Linked DNA regions of Mus musculus: region 1 is linked to region 2. The links are chromatin contacts, called in public HiChIP or PLAC-seq maps. All regions are on one chromosome and are shown on one strand. Each heading gives the region's core, a stretch centred on a gene start, on an enhancer-like site or on the middle of the called end of the contact. The rest is flanking DNA. Distances are from core to core; before and after follow the strand shown. Region 1 overlaps Smim14 (small integral membrane protein 14). Region 2 overlaps Ugdh (UDP-glucose dehydrogenase).

Region 1 (4,303 bases), core at 1,395-3,894, 42 kb after region 2:
AAAGTTAAACATCCTATCACCTCATAGGGGAGCACCAGGCCAGGGACAGGCAGGACATGAAAGCAGAATGACACACTGCCCAGAATGGCATGTGGCAAACGGGGGTGGGGGGTGGGGGGAGGAGGCAGGCACCAAAATCCCTCCACTTCAGAGTCTAAATAGACATGATTTTCCTGACCTTCAAGGCTTGATGCAAGATATTCATATTCTCTCTCTATCTCTCTCCTCTCTCCCCTCTCTCTCCTTCCCTCTTCCCTTCCCCCTCTTTGAGTGCTGGTGATCTAATCCATCCATGGGTTCCAGCAAGTTGGGCAAGCCCTCAACTCCCACACCCATATTTATCTGTGGGATGTAGAAGGGAAACATGCCATGGCACCCTCTGGGGAGACAAGAAAATAATTTGTGGGGGTCGGCTATCAGTTTTAAGGCTCATTTACACTACTGTCAATCATCCAGTTGGCCACATGAGGGCTGCTGGAGGTGGGTCTGCTGTATATGAGTCCTGAGGACCACGGGTGCACGTGAGGTCTGCTGGGAATGAGTCTGAGCTGTGGAAAGTCTTAAATATCCTGTAAAGAGAGAAATGCCTGCGGAGGTCATGGAGAGGTGTGTGACAGTAATACTTAAAAAAAATTTAAAGGTGTGTGTGTGTGTGTGTGTGCACACGCACGCGTGTGCAAGCACACATGCCACAAGCACACACACTGAGGTCTGAGGACAATTTGAGAAAGTTAGTTCTCTTCTCCCACAGTGTGTGGTGGGGGGAGTCCCAGAAACCTGAACTTAGATCATCAAAGTTGCAGCTTTATCTGCTGGGCCATCCTGCTGGTCCTGCTTGCACTGAGATATCCTGTAACCAGGCTATGTAGCCATGGCTGGCTTGAACTCTGTCTGTCTCTAGAATGCTGAGACAGCAGGCCTGTGCTGCTTACTCCTGGTTTGCTGAATTTTAGAAAATAATTATGGTGCCATTCTAGGAAGTAAATTTGGTATATGAGACCCAAAGAGGCCAGAGGGAAAACAAAACAGCAGGCGAAGAGGACACAATTAGTGCTGCAGCAGCAGCAGCAGGCAGCAACAGACAGCAGCAGCAGGCAGAGATGGAAAGAATGCTGCTGAGGCATTAAACACATAAATTTGAGGGGGTCAGGAACAGTGGGCCAGGCAGGACAAGGCCATCCTGAGCTAGGTAGTGAGTTTGAGGCCAGCCTAGGCACACACTGAGACCACTAGGCACACAGTGAGACCACAGAGACAGGCTAACGTGCAGTTCGGTGGTGGAGCACTGGCCTAGTGTGCATTGAGGACTTGGGTTTGATCTGTAGCACCAAAAGAAACAACAGTTTTTGAAAAATATTCTACAAAGCCCTAAAACGTTCTTCATGTTCAGACAAACCTCTGAACTGCCTTTAAAAGTGGTTGTATGAAAAACCTAGACTTGTTCTTCAGATGGCCACCTTTTGTAATGAAATAGCCATGTCCACTGGTAACTATAAAATGCAGGGGCTAGAGGAAGGTGCCAAAGCGGCAGGGTTTAGATCTAGACTGGGAAATAGGGAGGGAGGGAGATCACTGCCGTGATGCTGGGGATCTGGAAGGGAGAAGGGTCTGCCTCCAAGTGCCCCTGCCTTCACCGAGCTGAGAACCAAGACTGACATAGATGTCCAAGTAAGACAGTCTCTACATACATAATGGCTGGACACGGGACAGCAGAGGGTGGTACCACTGAGAAGGGAAAAGTGTCCACAAAATGTAGATAGAGTGAAGCCAGCAGGACAAGGCTTTGCAGCTAAAAGCACCGCCTCCAAGCCTGAAGATCTGAGCTTGGCTCCCCACCCCCACCCCCTCATACAACCAAATTGTTTTTTTATATAGCAAACGCAGAGTGAGAGGCAGCTGGAAGCAATCTTAGTCAGGAGCCAATGGGATGTGTTTACTGCTGACTCCTGCAACTGGAGTGAGGTTCAGAAGCCAGGCAAGACGTGGAGACCAGAGAGACTTAGTCGCAGAAGCAGCCAGTCACAGCCAGAGCATAGGACTCACAGGTCAGAACAAGGACCTTCAAGTGTGCTTCAAACAGAAAGCCCCTGAAAAGTTTTAGGTGAAAAGAAGCCAAAAGCAAACTCTTACTTGTTCAAGCCAATTGTGTTATGAATAACAGCAGCAGGGAGCTAAACTGGGAGGGAGTTAGGAACAGGCAAGGCTGGGCATGGTGGCACTCGCCTTCAATCCCACCACTTGGGAGGCTGATTCTTTGTGAATCTAAGGTCAGCCTGTTGTACACAGTGAGTTCTAGACCAGCCAAGGGTACAAATAGGTAAGGCCCTGTCGCAAACAAACAAATAGACAGAAAGACAAACAAACAGACCCTACTATAATGGCCTAGATATGAGGTGGTAAACAGAGAGGAGGCAGAACGAGGTGCTATCAAGTAGAGTGTTGGTTACATCCTGAAGGTAGATATAAAGGACAGGCCTGAGAGCCAAGGGTCGTTTACAGAACAGACAAAGGAGGAAAAGCAGCCGTGACAGAGCTACCAGAAGCCCAATTCTGAAGATTTGAGATTGCCTATGAAACACCACAGTGGACATGTCCACAAGACAGTCACCAGCACACACATCATGAGTCATGAGACTTGAGAACGTCATCAAGGGAGTGTAGGGAAGGAACAGCTCCAGCGAATGAGCTCATGAGGCCGGGGGATAAAGAAAACAGAGTGGTTGAAGACAAAGTAATTGGAAAGTTAGAACTGGGGGAAATAATAGCTAGAGAGTTGGAAAACTGCAAGCCTGAGCAGTTACAGGTTCTGAGTAGATAAGCAAAGGCTTTGTCTAGAAACAGAAAAGATAGGAGATTATGTCAAGGGTTGTGCTGGGTAGGGAGCTCCAGCAATCAGTGCTTGTCATGCAAACAATCAAAACCCATGTGAAGAAGGAGGGCATGGGGCACACTTGTAACCCCAGTGCTGGGGAAAGGAAGACGGGGAATCACTCCCTGGGGATCACTAGCTGACCAAGCAGCTGAGCCGACTCAGAGAGCCCCAAAATCCCACTTAGAGACCCTGTTTTTTTTAAAAAAAAAAAAAAAAAGGTGGAAGGCTTATGAAAAAGGACATCTGAGGTAGACGCCTGACATCCATATTCATGTGTGTATACATGGCATGTGCACCAGCACAAAGGTGCTTCTGCACACACAAACACACATCACAACATAATAAATACAGCTGTATATATTGATACAGAACTTAATGCTATCGCCCAAGAGGCAGGAGCAGAGGGCAGATCTCTATGAGTTAAAGGCCATCCTGGTTTATGTTTATGTAATAGACTCCAGTATAGCCAAGACTATAGAGACACAGTCTCAAGATAAATAAGTAATTGAACAAATAAATAGCTGGGCAGTGGTGGCGCACGCCTTTAATCCCAGCACTTGGGAGGCAGAGGCAGGCAGATTTCTGAGTTTTAGGACAGCCTGGCCTACAGAGTGAGTTCTAGGACAGCCAGGGCCACACAGAGAAACCCTGTCTTGAAACAGAGAGAGAGGGAGAGGGAGAGAGAGAGGGAGGGGGAGGGAGGGAGAGAGGGGGAGAGAGAGAGAGAGAGACAGAGAGAGATGTAGGCCAAAAGTTAAGTTTCAATAAAAACAAATAATATAAAGTGGCAGAGAATTATCAAAGAGAAAAACTATTGGTGCCTTTAACAAACATGCAAGAGAATCAAAACTTAGAACTTAAAAATCCAAACTATATTCACTGACTGATGTCAAAGCTTAAATAAAGTCTGCAGAGAGGAACATAAATACTTCTCTACCATTTATCCTTTTAGCTTATGTTTACATTGTTTTAGACCTCTCCAGAAGTTGGTTCTATGAATAACTGAGGAAATGATTTTTTTTGGAGACAAGATCTCATGTATGCCTGGCTGGCCTCTAACTTACTGAGTAGCAAGGAACTGACCTGGCACTTCTGACCCTTTCAGCCTTTGCCTCCTCAGTGCTGGGATTATAGGTGTGCAGGTCTGTATATATAGATATGTATATATACATATGTATATTGGTATATTTAGTGCTGGAGGTCAAATCTGGGATTTCATATATGCTAAAATAGCAGAATTGAGAGGACCTGCATAAACACACACACACAAGCACACACACACACAAGCACATACAGAGAGAGAAGGGAGGGAGAGGAGAGAGCACACGCACACTTGCGCCTGATGCTAAATATAAACACTGACCTATTAATAAATGTAATCTGGGGCTGGAAATGTAGGGCAGCTATGGAATACTTGCTCAGTCTGAGCAA
Region 2 (4,603 bases), core at 1,984-4,483:
TGTATCCTTAGTGCACACAGCATGAAATGGAAATAGCCACTGCGAAGGATTCATCAAGAGACAGAAAATAGAGGTTTGTAGATACGTCTTGGCCATTAAAGCCACTGACTGCTCTTGCAGAGGACCAGGGTTTGGTTCTCAGCGCTCACACAATGGTTTACAGCCATCAGTAACTTCAGTTCCAAGGAGTCTGATGCCATAGATAGGGAAACACTCATACACTTAAAAATAAGTACACATACAAAATGTTTAATGCAAATGGGGAGGCACACAGACGTTCTTTAAACGTATACTGGGCTACCTAGGTGGCTCGGGGGATGAGGGTGCCCACCACTAAGCCTTGCCATGGTTCAGCCCCCAGGACTCACACTGTGGGATGACATAACAGATAGATACCCCAGAGTTTCTTCTGACCTAAACACACACAGAAAAAAAGATAGATAGATGGAATAAATGTTTTGAAAAGTGCTGAGATGGCTGGGTGGGTGAAGGTGCTTGCTGCAAAGCTGCCCACCTGAGTTTGAAGTCCAGGACCCACATGGGAGGAGAGAGGTCAGCACTCTTAAGTGGTGGTGACCTCTGACCTCTGCACATGTACACACCTTACATCCCCTTCAAAAAAATATATGAACATAAAACATACGTAAATTGAAGAATCTTTCCAGTCTACACATGGGATTTTATTTGTTTGCTTAAAGGAAAAACAATTTAATTGTAATAGAAATAAAAAATCAAAGATAACAAACATTTCTTGACTCACAGATGCAAATGTAACAAGCAGCTACAGAAGCTAAGAAACAAAATGAAATAGACCATACTGTTGATTTTTCTTCTCAGGTTATATTTTTTTAAAAAAAGAGAGCACTGTTCAAGTTAGGCAGGGAAGGAAATGCAGAGTGAGCTCTTGGGAAAAACAAAAAAACAATTAAAACCTCTAATGACATAATCCCATTAAAACAAAAGGCCAGCGAACTTTAACCAGCCCATACTAGCACAGTGATTTCATGGCTTCAAAGTCCCATTGAATGATAAGCAGACAACACATATGAGAACGAGACTGCCTTTCCCTTGTATTATTAAAGTGCAGTCTGTAGACAATTTGTAATGCTGAAAATGTCTAGGTTTCATTTTTATTTTACAAAAACTGACATTTAAAACAACATGATTGTTTTCCATTCATTCAGTAACTGAGAGGACAATAATATAAAAATATGTAAAAATTACTCTAGACTCATAATTACTGGATATGCTAATACCCATATAGCTAGTATAAATTTGATGATTACAAAAATATTTTTGTTTCCTTAAAAACATGTAGTTCATTTACCATTTAGTATCAGACAGACACTGGCTACCCTGAAGTACCACGTTATCCCAGGTAAGAGGGCAATGTCTAGACTTTGGGTTTCTTGTTAGGTGGGTCCTGAAGACTAAACTTCGGAATCTCACCAGGAGTGTACGGAATTCTCTTGGAAGACACCTTTTTGCCAATTGTTTCAATCTGAAGAGAGAAAAAAATAGAACTATTAATCACAGCACATGTATGTAAGAGCTCTCTATACTGCAGAGATGGAGAAGATGAGAAACTCAAGTCCTCTGAGCTGCTGAGAGGTCTTTGGCTCTTTATCTTTTGATGTTTCTAGAATCAAGTGCCAGCCCACTTTGCTGGTTGACTTTGTTGGGGTTTACAGAGACAGTCTTGCTGAGTGCTGGCCTCTAACTCACAGGACCTCTTGCTTCTGCCTCCCAAGTGCTAGAGTTACAGGGTGCACCAGCACCTGCAATTATCAAGTTAAAAAAGACACAAGCACCTCACCTTTTATGTATCCGGGTAGTTGGCATGTACGTCCGTACACCAGAGGGGCTCAGACAGTTGTGAGCTGCCTTATCTTTTTTTTTTTTTTTGGTAACAGGTTTTCTCTAGCTGTCCTGGAACTCACTATGTAGATCATACATACATACATACATACATACGAGGGTTTGCCTATATGTGCACATACTAGGAACTGAAATCAGGGCCTCCTGAAGAGCAGTGAGTACTCTTAAAGTCCGAGCCACCTCTCCAGTCCACACCACCCCTTACCAGTGTAAATTTATCTTTTCTCTAGTAGAGATAAACATACTATTCTATTTCTATATCTCGTTTGAATTAAAAGTTAATTCTTTCATCTGACTCACACTACAAGGGATGCCTGCTTTATTTACAGTAGTCTATTTTCTTACCGAGTGACTTACATACTCTCCCTGAGTTAGGGCTCCCATTTCCTATTTTATCTTTGAGGCAGGCCTGGAGCTACCTATGCAGCAGAGGTGACCTTGCACTCCTGGTCACCCTGCTTCTGCCTCCCAAGTGCACAAGTGGAGAAGGGCGCTACCAAACCCAGCTGAATTCAATTAAAAAAAAAATCTTACTGGGGAGTTAAGTTTTCAAAGAACTCAGGATCATTCTTTTTTTTTTTTTTATATTTATTTGTTTATTTCATGTATGTGAATACACTGTTGCTGTCCTCAGACACACTAGAAGAGGGCATCTAATCCCATTACAGATGGTTGTGAGCCACCATGTGGTTGCTGGGAATTGAACTCAGGACCTCTGGAAGAGCAGTCAGTGCTCTTAACCGCTGAGCCATCTCTCCAGCCCCAGGATCATTCATTTTTATATGCCTATATGTGCATATATATATGTACACTGTGTATGTGGCTGGTATCCTTGGAGACAAGAAGAGGACCCCTAATTACCTAGAACTGGAGTTAGAGATGTCTGTGACTCACCATGTGGGTGCTGGAAGGGTCCTGTGCAAGAGCAGAGCCATTTCTCCAGGCATTGAGTTAGTTAGTTAGTTAGTTAGTTAGTTAGTTAGTTGTTGTGACAGGTTTTCTGTAGCTGTCCTGGAACTCACTACATAGATAGACCAGGCTGGCCTGAAACTCAGGGATCCAACTGTCTCTGTCTCCCAAGACCTGGGATTAAAGGTATGCACCCAGCTAAAACTTTTAAAAATATTTATCTTTCTATATTTGTCTTGGAAATAACATTTAAAAAACAACACTCCAAAGTTTAAATCAAAACCAGGGAAAAGCAGCCCTGCTGCTCACTTGCTCGCTAAGGAGAGTAAGATGGGGGAGTTTCCAAGGAGTTAACAGAGTTGCCAGCTGACTCTGCTGAGACCTCGTATCTCACAAACAAACGGCAGAGAAAAGGCCCTCTAGCGAGTGAGTGAGAGGTTAAAGAAAGCAGACCAGTCTTTGTGGTGAGCAGATAAGGCCTTCCTGGCGCTGCCGCTAAGCCAGTGCTAAGGCCGTGCTGAAGCTCAGTTTGGCGCCATGCTGGCGGCGGCGGCCCTCCTCCACCAACTGTTCTTCGTCTTCCCTAAATTACTCTGCCAGGAGCCTCTCCGCCGTCCACACGGCTGCAGGAGGCTGCAAGTAACAACTCGCTAGTACTTGCAGAGCCCTGGTGCAGCAAAGACCGGTGACACACAGATGCTCTGCTCTGGGCCTGTTCTGCCAGCTCCCCAGCTCCACATGAATGAATGCGAATGCAGACAGGGCTCCTAAGGCCCACATTGTTCCCTCAGACTTCTCACGGCACAGGCAGGGCTGAGTGTCTGAAAGGTACGGGAGCAACACCAGGCCGGCCACGAGCCTGGGTACCCGGCGAGGTGGATGGTAGCTATTCTCACAGGAGGATGACAGTGTTGTTCCAGGTGAAGCAGTTCCTCAGAGGCCACCCACAGTCAAACCCCACCCCTCACCCAGGCTTCACTGGGGTAAAGCTCAGCTGTGCATAACAAGAGTGCACCATGGAACCACAGTGGGTCTTCTTCACCTTTACGATAGGGCACACACTGTTTCCGTATGATAGGCACCTGATACCCTTCTACTGCCAAGTAAAGGACACCAACCTTAGGTTACAAACGAACAACCCAGACTTTGCAGAGAACAGGCCTCTTGTCCTGGTTATCTTACTGTCCTACTGCTAACTTAGAAAATGTGACGCTTTGAAACCCATCAATGGGTTCACAGATCGTCTGGGTGGGCACTGAGGTGGCTCAGAGGGTAAAGGTACTTCTGCCCAAGCCCGAAGCCCTGTGACAGGAGAAGGAAGGGGTGGGCGAACTGACTCTACAAAGTTGTCCTCTGACCTCCACATATGCCCCACCCAAAGTCATGCATATACACACACAATAATAACTAAAACAAAATAATGATAACCAGACCAAACCAAACAAGCAAAACAGCCGGCTTAGAATCCTGATTACCTGGAAGCCAATGGTCTGTAGCTCACTGTGGAGCCCATCCAGGACACGCCGACCATCAAAGATAAAGGCTGGCTTCAGCATTTTTTTATGAATCCGTTCGTAATCCAGTTCCTGTGTAGATGTACCAGTGAATAATTAGGACACACATGTAGACACAGACCCAACTTGTGTTTGCACTGGAATGCCTCTACATCACCTTAAACATGTCCCACTCAGTGCAGATAACGAGGGCATGGGCGCCATCACACGCTTCGTATGGGTCCTTGGAAATGGTCACCAGTCTGGACACTATAAAAACAGCAACGACCAAGAGAGATGAGACACAAACGAGGCACGGGAAG

Evidence for each region. HiChIP or PLAC-seq counts read pairs in DNA pulled down with a chosen protein or histone mark.
Region 1: an H3K27ac HiChIP or PLAC-seq map of heart atrium shows a contact between it and region 2, with 8 read pairs. The contact joins two enhancer-like sites. A contact is called at or near these places in 8 of 39 promoter capture datasets (cranial neural crest, embryonic stem cells, hematopoietic stem and progenitor cells and 4 more), 4 of 15 datasets of contacts at CTCF or cohesin (the NIH/3T3 cell line, embryonic stem cells and pro-B cells), 57 of 484 Hi-C or Micro-C datasets (the AML12 cell line, B cells, the BV-2 cell line and 26 more), 11 of 115 datasets of contacts at active chromatin or transcription factors (the HPC-7 cell line, bone marrow-derived macrophages, cardiomyocytes and 5 more) and 3 of 9 other capture datasets (adipose tissue, liver and pancreatic islet).

What each region holds. Positions count from the first base shown.
Region 1 is chr5:65,455,422-65,459,724 of GRCm38.p6, forward strand. All of the region lies in intron 3 of Smim14 (small integral membrane protein 14), which reads right to left. Among named protein-coding and RNA genes, the nearest start is that of Ugdh, 22 kb to the left of the region's middle. Within about 2 kb of position 2,645, at least 115 of the 459 cell types and tissues checked have an H3K27ac peak or open chromatin away from gene starts, as enhancers often do. A contact at or near this core is called in adipose tissue, granulosa cells and heart atrium, where this site is marked.
Region 2 is chr5:65,412,563-65,417,165 of GRCm38.p6, forward strand. Ugdh (UDP-glucose dehydrogenase) reads right to left here. Exons shown (of 12, transcript NM_009466.2): 10 at 4,459-4,550; 11 at 4,263-4,373; 12 at 659-1,501. The coding sequence ends at 1,394. Among named protein-coding and RNA genes, the nearest start is that of Ugdh, 21 kb to the right of the region's middle. RefSeq lists an enhancer at 2,413-4,010. Within about 2 kb of position 3,234, at least 121 of the 459 cell types and tissues checked have an H3K27ac peak or open chromatin away from gene starts, as enhancers often do. A contact at or near this core is called in adipose tissue, granulosa cells and heart atrium, where this site is marked.